2 separate regions of the Danio rerio genome follow, and region 2 is linked to region 1. Evidence: chromatin contacts called from public Micro-C data. All regions are on one chromosome and are shown on one strand. The core of a region is the stretch at or near the end of the contact, and the rest is flanking DNA. Distances in the headings are between cores, read along the strand shown.

Region 1 (3,598 bases), core at 1,054-3,553:
TGCAATATCCATTATGGGGAAAAATCCTATCCAATTGTTCACAGCAAGCAGCAGATCAAAAGCAGTTCAAAAGCAGAAACAATCCATAGTTTATGTGCAGATATTTTTTCTTATCAGGCTGATAATGGCAACTTTAAAGGAGCAGTTCACTTCCAGAGTGAGATTTCATCATGTACATACCCTCCATTTGCTATAAATCTTTAGTAGTTTCTTTTTTCTATAGAACAAAAAAGAAGATATCTTGAAAAATGTTGGAATCTGAAGAGTTGATGATCACATATTAGTGGTAACATTGGAAATCAATAGTGACCAATGATAACAATATTTCCAACAATTATCATGATGCATTACAACCATTTAAAAGATAGTTCTAGCAAAAAAATGAAATTCTGTCAACATTTACTTGGTTCAAACCTTCATGTTTTTTTTATCTTTAAAAAAAAACATATTTTGAAGAAAGTTGAAAGCCTGTAACCATTGATTTCTATTGTATTTCTTTTTCTTCCTGGAAGTAAATGGTAACAGACCTCCAGCTTTCTTCTAAATATTCTAAAAAAAAAACTTTTTCATTCAACAGACGAAAAAATTATTAAAGGTTTGAAACGTTTTCATTTGTGGGTGAACTATCCCTTTATTCAAATGATTTTTTTAATTGAACCTAGCTTGGTCCAAATTATCAGTGGGGATTAAGAAGTATTTAACTGCACTTATAGAATATATATTTACATACTTGCTTATGGGTGAGTGTAAACCCTGAACCCTACTGAATATTCGGTCTGAAATCATGTAAGCATTACTTCAAAACAACTTTAGCACGATTATTTGACCGTGAACAATGTTGTACTTTGATATTCATTGGCTGCTAATATGATTTCACTGTTAGGAATTACCAAAGAATAATGTTCTTAAAATGTTAGAATTAAGGAGAAAGTCAGAACGTGTGAATATAAAACCAACTTCACCTCAATAGTCAGATGATGATCACAAAAGAACCGGTTTAGTGCTTATCTTTTAAGGGTCTACAGTTTCTGGGACAGAGTGACCATACAGTACAATCGTGCTTTTCAAGATTGTCTAGTTTACCAACCTTCTGTGCTTGCGCGATGGCCTTTCTCACAACCTCTTTTATATGCGTTTGTCCGTCAATCGGCGGTTGCGTGTACACATTAACACGCGTCACTCCGCGGTAAGAATTGCAGTCGGGCCATCCGAGATCCAGATTCGGTATGGATGTGTCAGAGCGATCCGGCCAGTACTGTAAAGACACTGCCCTGTCCTCTCCCTCCGTCATACCATCCTGTTTTTGATGCTCAGAGCCGGGTTTATACTCTTCTATGCTCCTGCGAAACATCTCGAGTTCGGGTTCCGATAGGAAAGGACGCAGTTCACGCTCCTTCACAAAGGCGTCAAACGCGTCGCGTCCTTTCGTGGCAAGAGATTCAAGAGCGAGCCGCTGGTCCTCGCTGTAGAAAAACTCCGGTTTGGACTCATTTAGACGCCAGTTCACATGATTGTCATCAAGACACTGAACCTGAGAGAGAGCCATTGTGTTTCCAAAAACAATCCAAAATTGCTTATAAAAGAAGGAGATTCTTTCTTCGAGTTATAAGTAATGTAATTAGTTAAGAGCTACTGTAATCCCCCAAAATGAAGTCTTGGGGAAAAGTGTTTCCTCCGTTAACGGCTGGAAAAGTTCCTCGTGTAAAGCGTTTCCATATTAAAGGAAGCACTTTGTTGTCAAATAATGCGGATTGGCGGTCGTATAGAATCCTTTTATATATTTACATCAAGGTAAAACTGTGTCCTAAAGATAGAAACTGCCCCTCAGATGTTACTTGATCATGTTACCCCGGGTAGTCCTACTTCAGTACAGAACGCAGTTGACCGCAGAGCCGCAGCAGATCATCTTTCAGTTGACAACAGGTAGAGTCGAACAAAGCATCTCCAGAGGCTCTAGTGATTAGACACACCTCAGTCACCTGACCGGGAGGAGCACACACACACACACACACATACACGCGCCCAACAGGCTTCAGCCACGCCGACTGGATCCGCGTTCAGGCTCTTCCACAAAAGCAGAAAGCCTCGATATCACCGACTCCGACGAGCAAACAACAACAACCATCGTAAAACAAAGTTTACGGATTGTCACTACAGTGTTGACAGCTGAGCATAACTTTCGCGTTCTGTCCGATTTTAATAATGTCCGGTTAAAAATTTCCGTGGAGTTTTTGCGTGACTTTGCGCCACTTCTGCTGACTCTGAGCTACAAAGAGGAAGAGGCCAGACGTCGGGTTGCATGAGGGTCGATGACGCGGCGTCCTGTCCGAATATTACACGGCTGAGTCAACAGCTACGTGGGTTTGGGCGGGGTATCCGGGAAAAAAAGTGACAGGAAACTGTAGAAAGTGAAACAGACAGTTCCTATTTCCCACCAGACCTTTGGCAACAATGTAGCTTCTGGAGACAGATAGACAAAAAGTTGAATGAACAATAGGAGGACTGGTTGTCAGACACAACTGAACTTCCATGAGAAATTTAAACCTTTTTATTAAAATATAGATATACCTATAGTAGGCTATTAACCGTGTTTTGGCGATTGCCATTTGATTTGTGTGACCACAGATTAACAAAACCCATGCTATGCTAGAAAATAGGGCTGCACGAAAAATCGAACATTGCGATTTTTTATGGCAATATAAACACAATTTCACAATTTTGAGTTGAACTATTTGGAAAAAATTTATAATTTCAGATATTGATTAGGGTGATTCTGTAGAGGAATGCATACAGATATAATAAACAATCTACAAGTATAGATAAGTTCAATAAAGAAAAGATGCAATGAACAGCGTTTTCCAAACTGCATTCAGGTATACAGTAATTTGAATAATCAAATGTAAAATAATACTGCATTGTTTCCATTTTATAAACAATTCCATAACATGAATTGTTGTTAATTTGTCAAAGGTACAAGTGGTACAATTTGTTATGCTTGAATGCTTTTAAAAACTTCACAGTCACTGGCCAAAAAAAGAAAAAAAAAACCTTCTAAATAATAATTTTTAATCCAGACTCATCTCCAGACTGTATTCTCACGATGTGACTATTGTGAATGATCACAATACGATATCGATGCTGAAAGGAATGATGTACTGTGCAGCCCTACTAGAAAACTAATTTGTGGTTACCATTGTTTTCGTAAGCAATGTTCCATCGTTATTCAGCTTTTTTTTATTTTTATGCTAAACCCCAAAATATTTATTCAGATTCTATCTTAAGTTCCAATAAAATCAATGTTCCCAGTCTTAACAAGACTTTGTATTAGTAAAAGTAAATATTTCAGTTTGATAGACAAAAATACTTGTGCATAAAATGCACAAACGAAGTTACTGCTGTCACTGTACTGTATATGTAACAGAATCTTATGTCTTTCTCTTCGGCTTAGTCCCTTTATTATTTCCTGGGTCACCGCAGCGGAATGAACCGCAAACTAATGCAACATATACTTTACACAACGGATGCCCTTCCGCTGCAACCCATCTCTGGGAAACATCCATACACACTCATTTACACTAATACAATACGAACAATTTAC
Region 2 (3,357 bases), core at 60-2,559, 520 kb after region 1:
AAACTTCATTATCTAAAAACGAATATAAATCGATTTTAAAAGATGTAAAATGCACAAATGAGAGTTTAATGTGGTTCAATATGATTAACATGTTATTAGGATGGTTTATTAAATGTACCTGATGTCTGGGTCGTCCAACAATGGAGGGGAAAACAGCACGAGGGGCATCATCTCCAGCAAAACCGGCTTTGCACATACCGGAGCCGTTGTCAACGACCAGGGCAGCGATTTCCTCATCCATGGCTGTAGGGAAAAAAAGCGAAACTGTTAAAATATGAATGGGTAGTGTCTTTTATAGGCGGTGATGACTGATGGATTTGTGACGTCTGGCCAGTAGGCGGCGCAAAGGCGCAGGGTTGAAACCAAGAGATTTGAGACAAAGGAAGTGGCCAGGCAGCCTCACTATTGCCTTATATGGCAATAAGTTAGAGCAGCTCAATGCCGCCGATTCAGCGCGTGGAATCAGACCAACGGACGCGACCACTCCCTCCCGGTCTCAAAGGCCGAGATAAGCGCTTTACAACGCCACGAGTGAAATCCCGGTGCTCACTAAAACACGCTCTTGTCTTTTGAAAAGGAAATAAAACGAAGCCATTTCAACAGAAAGAGTAACTTAACTTTAACGAACTAGAAGTGCTGCAATAATCTTTAACTTCGTGTGTGACTGACAAGTTTATGAAATCCCAACAACGTTACAGACAAACAAGAAACTTTAAAAGCTTTTATATATATTTGACCGTGCACACGAATTAAACGGCAGTGATACCGGTTAATGCGTTATAGTAGCCACACCCACCATTCAAACTGCGAACACTGCCGTTGATGATACTAACGTTAACGTTGATTAATAAATCCACATTTAAATTAAACCTTACATTAAAAATCAATTTACTACCAAATATGAATTTAATAAATCGCTTTATGTAGAAGGCTTTACAGTTGTATTACTCTAACGTTAGCTTTGAAAGCTGGAACTGCTACCGGTTAAAACCATTAATAAAACACAAGCACAAAAATCAGCATAACTTATTCAGCGTTGTAAAAATCAACAGCAAAGTACATATTTAGGCAGACAGGACCAAGACTTCAATTCAAATCCGATCAGCAAGCAAAATGAAATATAGCTTTAATAAATAAATCTCCAATAATCATCATAAGCATTACTAAATTATTCCAAATACCAGTAAATATTAATATAAAAGCATTCTCACCTGTGTATTAGTAGGTTATTGTGAACAAGGGGAGTGAAGATCTTCTCAGCGTGCACTGAAAACTCACAATGCTGAGCGTGAGGTGGGTCACAGCTTTATAGCCGGCACTGCGGCCGGCTCCTTCCATATAAGGTAAACTTTCGGCAGCGAGCGGTCTGATTGGCCAGCCGTCGTCCACTTGGCGAGTTTCAAGCTAGTTGCTTGAAATTCAAGTTCTGGGTTGAAATAATGTATGTCAGGGATCGGCGAAAAGGCGAAATAATTTGATAAGGAAATACACGATAAGTTGATTTGACACAGCATTGGCAGATGTAACACTTGAATTAAGGATATGTATATCATTTGGATTGGAACACAGTTAAATCAGTAAAGGATGCTAGACTTCATGTCTGTGGCTTAACGTTACTTTTAAATAACCTCACATACAGCGAGTAACGTTAAATAGTTTATTATTTCTGTGAAAAACGAGCAATGCATGATGTAAAGTTGCATTTATATAAGCTGTACTTAGGCTGCAGGAATGACAGGACGTTTAAACATAGCAGTACGACATTGTCCAATAGTATTTAAACTTATATTGTATTTTACTGTATGTTTCAGCTCTATAAATGACAACAATGTGTAAACTAACGTTATACAAGAGCCATTATTGGTAGAACAGAGAAGAAATCATTATTTGATTAACGTTATACACTAATCTGCTTTACATTTCAGTTAATGTTTGACAGCTAGTTGAAAACGACTCATTTACGATTAATTCTTGAGAAGACATTTTAAGTGTGTCATTTTATTAGGTTAGTTTGATGAACAACGTGGGCGTGGCTCCCATTTAAAGTACAGGTACTTCTCGTGACTCTATAAAACATAATGTAAAAGCATATTTAAAAAAGGCTTTATTTGTGAACATTGCACTGTTTAATTCAATCGTAGGTTGCTTTTGTGCATAATGCTTTGCTGTTTATAATATCATGGATGTAAAGCTGCAGAAGATCAGGAGTCATTCGGAAATTAATGAAATATTGACTATTGTTTTGTTGTTGCTCAGATCGGCGTCTGTTACATCGCCGCTCGGCATGTTAGATGCAACCGTATTAAGCATATTTCATTTTATCTGGTTATCTGCAAAGCAGGGGATACAAAACAAGGGCACGGTGCTCCATAGAAAACAACACTTCCTGTCAAGCCGGCTTTTGCGTAATTACGTCATAAACCGATGACGCTTCACGCTGCTGCATTACTGGAATCTGAAGAGTGCACAAAAAAAATCAGCCTACATACCCTGTTACTTAAAAAGACTGATAATATAAACTATTGAATAACACTATATGTCGTGAATGTTTTGAAGCACAGACTGTTTAGTTTACATTCGATAAAGTAATGTGACACTGATAGGCTAGGCTAATGGCTTCAAGGAAAAAAAAATACTAGAAAGGGTTCCTATTTAGGCTAAACGAGATCCCAAATTGATTTAATATGACTTTTCATTGAAAATATGTAAATTCTTTAGCATATTCCGGTTTTTCAGAGGAACCAAGGGGTCATAAATAGGTGTTAATCCCAGTTTTAAATGTCCTGCCTTCAGCTTGGGCAATCTGAGACGCGTGGCAGCACGCCCTATCCATGGTGCTTTGCAATTCTTATCTTATCAGCATGAAACCAAAAAGGGGACTAAATTGTGCATTTAATGTTAAAATCGTAAGGAGCAATGGCTGTTAAAACGTCACCAGGATGACACCTAATACATCTGCCCACTCCCTAATCTGCCCATTCTTAAATGTTAAATGCTGATGTTTTGAAGCAAAGACTAGTTTACATTGATAAATGTGTAGGGACTATTAGCAACAAATGCTATCATGAAAGAAACCAAAATACTACACAGCGTTTATTTTGGCTAAACAAGGTCCCAGATCGATTTGATATGAATTTACATTGAAATATGTAAATCCTTTACCTATTCGGGTTTTTTAGGAGGCCATGGGGTCATAAATAGATGTTAATGCCAGTTATAATGTCCTGCCTTTAGCATGGGCAATCTGAGACGCGTGGCAGCATGCCTTATCCAGGGGGCTTTGCAATTCTTGTCTTATCTTGTCAGCATGAAACCAAAAAGAGGACTAAATTGTGCATTTAATGTTAAAATCTTTAG

What was found. Hi-C and Micro-C count contacts between places; a contact is called where the count stands out from the background.
Region 2: a Micro-C map of caudal fin shows a contact between it and region 1, with 7 times the contacts expected there. The contact joins the promoter of actb1 here to the promoter of fam83gb in region 1. A contact is called at or near these places in 2 of 18 Hi-C or Micro-C datasets (caudal fin and an unstated tissue) and 1 of 4 datasets of contacts at active chromatin or transcription factors (caudal fin).

What each region holds. Positions count from the first base shown.
Region 1 is chr1:9,566,869-9,570,466 of GRCz12tu, forward strand. fam83gb (family with sequence similarity 83 member Gb) reads right to left here and starts at 2,304. Exons shown (of 6, transcript XR_011015236.2): 1 at 1,088-2,304. The region is part of intron 9 of slc5a10 (solute carrier family 5 member 10); the gene reads left to right.
Region 2 is chr1:10,083,519-10,086,875 of GRCz12tu, forward strand. It overlaps actb1 (actin, beta 1), which reads right to left and starts at 1,310. Exons shown (of 6, transcript NM_131031.2): 1 at 1,212-1,310; 2 at 119-243. The coding sequence starts at 241. LOC137495411 (a long non-coding RNA gene) reads left to right here and starts at 1,395. Exons shown (of 4, transcript XR_011015240.2): 1 at 1,395-3,357.